Regions from separate parts of the Sus scrofa genome. Here region 2 is linked to region 1. A link is a contact called in public Hi-C data. All regions are on one chromosome and are shown on one strand. Each heading gives the region's core, a stretch centred on a gene start, on an enhancer-like site or on the middle of the called end of the contact. The rest is flanking DNA. Distances are from core to core; before and after follow the strand shown.

The links. Hi-C and Micro-C count contacts between places; a contact is called where the count stands out from the background.
Region 2: a Hi-C map of adipose tissue shows a contact between it and region 1, with 4 times the contacts expected there. The contact joins the enhancer-like site here to the promoter of SPECC1L in region 1. A contact is called at or near these places in 4 of 5 promoter capture datasets (fetal skeletal muscle, liver and skeletal muscle), 25 of 47 Hi-C or Micro-C datasets (adipose tissue, alveolar macrophages, blood and 13 more) and 2 of 2 datasets of contacts at active chromatin or transcription factors (alveolar macrophages and skeletal muscle).

Annotation. Positions count from the first base shown.
Region 1 is chr14:49,331,467-49,334,377 of Sscrofa11.1, forward strand. It overlaps SPECC1L (cytospin-A), which reads left to right and starts at 1,471. Exons shown (of 16, transcript XM_021073804.1): 1 at 1,471-1,637.
Region 2 is chr14:49,379,811-49,382,721 of Sscrofa11.1, forward strand. SPECC1L (cytospin-A) reads left to right here. Exons shown (of 16, transcript XM_021073804.1): 5 at 504-711. Among named protein-coding and RNA genes, the nearest start is that of SPECC1L, 48 kb to the left of the region's middle. Within about 2 kb of position 1,406, at least 6 of the 83 cell types and tissues checked have an H3K27ac peak or open chromatin away from gene starts, as enhancers often do. A contact at or near this core is called in adipose tissue, alveolar macrophages and omental adipose tissue, where this site is marked.

The DNA of each region.
Region 1 (2,911 bases), core at 221-2,720:
AGACAAAAAAAAAAAAAAAAAAAAAAAGAATCAGAGGGTGGTGTTCTCATGTGGTGCAGAGGATTAAGGATCTGGTGTTGTCACTGAATTGGCTTGGGTCACTGCTGTGGCATGGGTTCAATCCCTGGCCTAGGAAACTTCTGCTTGCCACAGGCAGGGCCAAAAAAAAAAAAAAAAAAAAAAAAAAAAAAATCAGAGAATCACATGAACAACTTTATGCTGATGAATTTGAAGACACCAACAAACAGACACTTTCCTGCGAAAACTTAGTAAAAATGACACAGGAAGAAACAGAAATTCTATCTAGATATAGAACCATTAAAGAAATGTGCTGGAGTTCCCGTCGTGGCGAATCCGACTAGGAACCATGAGGTTGCGGGGTCGGTCCCTGCCCTTGCTCAGTGGGTTAACGATCCGGCGTTGCCGTGAGCTGTGGTGTAGGTTGCAGACGCGGCTCAGATCCCGCGTGGCTGTGGCTCTGGCGTAGGCCAGTGGCTACAGCTCCAATTCGACACCTAGCCTGGGAATCTCCATATGCCGCAGGAGCGGCCCAAAGAAATAGCAAAGACCAAAAAAAAAAAAAAAAAAGAAATGTGCTTAGTTTAAAATTTGCATCCTGTCTCCTCCAAAATCTCATAACAAACACAACCAAAGAAAAACACAAAGCCTGCATGACTTTATAGGCAAATTCAGCAAACATTAAAAAAACAAAAAATTCTGATCTTATTCAAAATCTTCCAGATAAAGCAGAAAACAGAAGTCTCTTTAACTCATTGTAAATTTATTATGATTTACCCTAAATCAGACATGGTCAGTACAAGAAAGCAAAAGTATAGGCCAATGTCACTTGTGGACATACATGCAAAAATGCTAAATAAAATATTAACAAATAATTCAGCAATATATGAAAAGTACATCAAGACCAAGTTGTCTTTTTCCTAAATTACTGAAATGATATGATAAAAATCTATTAATGTACTTCAAATCATCAAAGGAAAAAAATCCTAAAAGATAATCGTGACCTAACAGAACTTCCTTGATAAAGAACGTTTAGCCTCATGTTTTGGAAGGCCCACTTCTTTATTGCCTGTATGTCTAGCTCATGTGCAGCACCGTTCTTGGCACGCTGTTGTACATGCTGCGTGAAAGGTGGACCTCTGGGCTGAGCTGAGCCTCTGGGATAATGGGGACCTAACGCATCATACAGGTGGGTCCAGCGAAGCCTCAGGAGCGTCCTCCAACCGGAGGGCCCGCTTCAGGCCTGATGCATGCGCACTGATTGCTCGAGCCTTTTTTTTTTTTTTTTTTTTTTGGCTCGCAGCTGAATGGTACGGCGCCTGCGCAATCCAGAAATTGGAGCAACCCAAGCAGAGTGGGCGGTGCTTCAGGGCCTGAGCGGCGAAGGACGTGGGCGTGGTCTGATCGGCACCTGCGCACTCTTCGGCCGCCTTGTGGGACGGGCAAGGGGCGTGCCGAGGGCGGGGGCCGTGAGGGAGGCTGGGCGGGCCTGGTGGACGGCGCGGCTGGGTTGGCTGCTTCCCTGAGGCCGGACTCAACGGATTCCGGCCGCGCCACCGGGCGACCTCGCCGCCCGGCCCCATCCCGGAGCCAGAGAGCGAGCGAGGCGGCGCCGCGCGGTAAGAGTCGGGGCCGAGCTCCCCCACAGTGTGCGCGGCCGGCGCGTTCCTCTCCTCAGCGCCGCCCGCGCGGCCAGGCCCCGGCGGCCCCGCAGACCCCGGCGGCCCGCGCCTGCGCGGTCCCCTCGCGGGCCCCCAGCCCGGCGCTCGCCTGCGCCTGCGCTTACCTCGCTAGCCCCCAGGCCTCGCGGGACCCCGGGCCTTCCGCGCCCCGACCCCCGTCCGCCCGCGACTCGGCTGCTTGGGACTCAGCTGGTTCTGCGCCTTTGCCCGCCGGTCCTCTCCCTCGCGGCCGGGAGAGGCCCGGGCCGCCGGCCCGTAGCCCCTGGCCCCTTAGACTCTGGTCCCTTCTTCTCTGGTTCTCTGGCCCCGGGCCCGAGGACGCGGCGGGCGGCGGACCCGGGCCTCCTGCGGGCTCCGCTTCCCCCATCCGCCGTGCTCCCAACCCGCGCCCCGCTCCGCGGGCCGGTCAGCAGGAGCAGGCGTAGTGTCCCTTTTTCCCGAGACCTGGTTAATTGAATCAGGTTGGCTGTGTGAATAACCTTGTGTTGTGCCGCGGAAATTTTGCATTTCCCGCAGTTTGGTCATTGTGTGGCTTCAGTGGTTACGTTTAAGACATCAGAGTTCGTTGGAGGGCAGCTCCGCTGGAGATGACTGGAAAAGAAATCAGTTTCTGCATAGTTTCGGCCTGCTTTCACGACCAAGTAAGAATTCCTGTGATCATTCAAATGCAGAGAATCTTGATTTGTTGATGCCCTTGGTAATTCGCCGGCAAGTAGGCGAGGACCCAGGGAAAATTCCCATAAATTCTCTTGTCCTGTATCGATTACAGAGAAAACGTGTGTGTTGTTAAAAGGGGGGGGGGAAATCTCCAGCCATTGAGATGTTTTGTAAGTTTGCAACAGATACACGAAACTAAAAAATGTTGTGCAGAACCCTATAGCGTTTGTTATCACCCTGCGGGCCGAATATTGAGATGAAATCAGAGTGTTGGGCTCGGTAGATATCAGCAGACATCACCATTATACGGGCAGGTTATCAAATAGCCAAATCGATGCAGAAGGGTATATGGAGTAAGAAGAAATAGGGTATTGACCTGGATAGGATTTTTTCCATAAAGAGATGGCTGACCCAATCATCTTTTCTCTTTAAGTCTCCCTTTCTTCTTTGATTTAGTGTTCTCCAAGCAGAGTCTTTAAAGACTCAGCAACTTGATGGCTGGAAAATGCTTCTTAGTTGCCTGTGCATACTCTAGATATAAAGGGATTTTCGTG
Region 2 (2,911 bases), core at 156-2,655, 48 kb after region 1:
TGTTAATTTTTTAAGTGAGGACTTTAAAGAGGTACAGTAAAGGAGATTTGTTCGAGCATATAGGTTGGGGGCCGTTATGAACTAACACTTTGACAATGACAATATTTGAGAATTTTTTGTTTCCATTTTTAATTTGATATTGAAAGTGTCACAAATCAGACATCATTTTTGTTGGAAAGCATGTTAATCATTAATCAGATGTATGCCTTCAGTCCAAACTTTGGGGAAGGGAAGATGTGTAAAATTTTCTCATGAATAATGTAGTTCAGTTCAGTGGTATGTCCATATAATTTCAATGAGTGATGTAGCAGCAGATGTAGTGCTGAAGTGTGTCGTGTCAAGTCCTATTTTTGGAGAGTGCCTTCTGTATAGTTGTTACACAGGTCGCTCTCGCTCACACAGCCACTCACACTCGGGTTCCAGCTAAAACAGTGGGTACCTACGTCCTAGGAATTATCTCAGAACAACTCATTTCTCTGATTGGCACCATCCGTTTTACATAGGTAGAAGATGAATACCGAGCCTTCCAGGAGGAAGCTAAGAAGCAGATAGAAGATTTGAATATGACATTAGAAAAGTTAAGATCAGAGCTGGAAGAGAAAGAGACAGAAAGGAGTGACATGAAAGAAACGATCTTTGAACTTGAAGACGAAGTGGAACAGCACCGGGCAGTGAAGCTTCATGACAACCTCATCATCTCTGACTTAGAAAGTAAGTGTTGTCCTACACATTTTTGCATATGGGAGGAGTCTGTGTTCAGTATCAGGATGACAGTGGGGCTTCTGATGGGACAGAGGTTCATGGCAAGAGCTTGGTGGCCAGCAGACACGCACGTGTGGTGGGTGATGTTTCCACGGCCATGCCATCTTCCAGCTGCTTTTTGTTCCTAAAGAACTGTTTGAGTGGAGCATGGCTTTACAGTTCTGTGTAATAATGAAAAATCATTTAAATGAAAAGCTAGTGGGGGAAATTACTGTTGTGGCTCAGCAATAATGAGCCCAACTAGTATCCTTGAGGATATGGATTTAATCCCTGGCCTTGCTCGGTAGGTTAATGATCCGGTGTTGCCACAAGCTGTGATGTAGGTTGCAGATGTGACTTGGATCCCATGTTGCTGCGGCTGTGATGCAGGCCGGCAGCTGTAGCTCCCATTGGACCCCTAGCCTGGGAACATCCATGTACCACGGGTTCGGCCCTAGAAAGACCTCCCCCCCAAAAAGAATTGGTGGGAAACAGAAATTTGCATGATCTTAAAATGTCTTTCCACAGACTGTTATGTTTTAAATGACGAAAAAGAAGCAATCAGAAATTATACAGTGGAACAATTAGGCAACACTGTGACTGGGTGATTGTGTAAGTGATAGAGGCATATGGTTATCACTAGGCCATATTCTGGCTGAGGCATAACTTCAATTACTCATAAAGAAACATTGGGTGTTCCCTGGTGGCCTAGCAGTTAAGGACTTAGCAGTGGCTCTGTTTCGATCCCTGGCCCAGGAATTTCTGCATGCCACAAGGAGCAGCCGAAGGGGGAAAAAAAATTGTAAAGGAACATTAAACAGATAAAAAATGAGGAATGTTGTACTAAAAGCCCAGGAATGAGTGGTGCTATATTCCTCAAAATGCCAGTGTCGTAAAAGACAGAGGCTGAGGAAAAAGTTCCAGGCTAAGGAGGCAATATGTTCAGCCCCTGTGCCTTACTGGCTTCAGTGCTGCCAGGAGTTGCTATAAAGGGCAAGGTGACAGAGTTGGAGTGTGGGTGGGAGATTAGATAAACATATCATGTCAGTATGCATTTATGAAGTCAATAACCAAACTGTGTGTGTATTCTTAGGAACCACACACTGAAAGATGCGGGACCATCATGTGTATCCTTAAAGGTTAGGAAAAAGTTAGGGATAAATACAGGCAAACAGACAGGGATCAGAGATAATAAATGATAAATGGTAAACTGATAACAATAAGATCTGAGTAAAAGGTATATGGATATTCCTTGGTATTATTTCGTGCATCTTTTTGTAAGTTTGAAATTATTTCTACATAATACAGTTATGTAGAGTTCTCAAATGTTAACAGATTTTATATTGTAATGTGCTTTAATATGATAGCCTGGAGGGGACAGGGAGAATGGGGGTAAACTTTTTGGTTGCTGTGGTAACAGCTTTTCAAACTTGTGGTTCATGATACTGCTCCTTTGAGTGCTAACAGTTTATTCTACCTCGACAGAGGGTTGATAGGCGCATACGGCATGCAGCCAGATCCCATGTGCTGTGGATGCAGATGAAAGGTTCGAACTATTTCCAGGAGACAGTCACTTGCAGGAGCCCTGACCATGTCTAGTGGAGGTTCTGAGTTCTGGCTAGATAATTAGCCCAGCATCTATAGATTCACCCCAGGGTTATTCAAAATATTCCAAGGTATCTGGCTACTGAAGTAGTGGATTGTGGGACTGTATTTCTTAGAGACATAGGGGTGAACTGTTTCATCTAAAGTTTTTTTTTTTTAATTGTTTTTATTATTTATTTATTTTGATTTTTTGTCTTTTTGCCATTTTCTTGGGCCGCTCCTGCGCCATATGGAGGTTCCCAGGCTAGGGGTCCAATCGGAGCTGTAGCTGCCAGCTTATGCCAGAGCCACAGCAACATGGGATCTGAGCTGCATTTGCGACCTGCACCACAGCTCATGGCAATGCTGGATCCATAACCCACTGAGCAAGGCCAGAGATTGAACCTGCAACCTCATGGTTTCTAGTTGGAGTCGTTAACCACTGAGCCACGACGGGAACTCCCTAAAATTATTTTTAAATGCTGTATTTTTTTCCATTATAGTTGGTTTACAGTGTTCAGTCAATTTCTACTGTACAGCAAAGTGACCCAGTCATACATGTATATATACATTTTTTTTTTTTTTT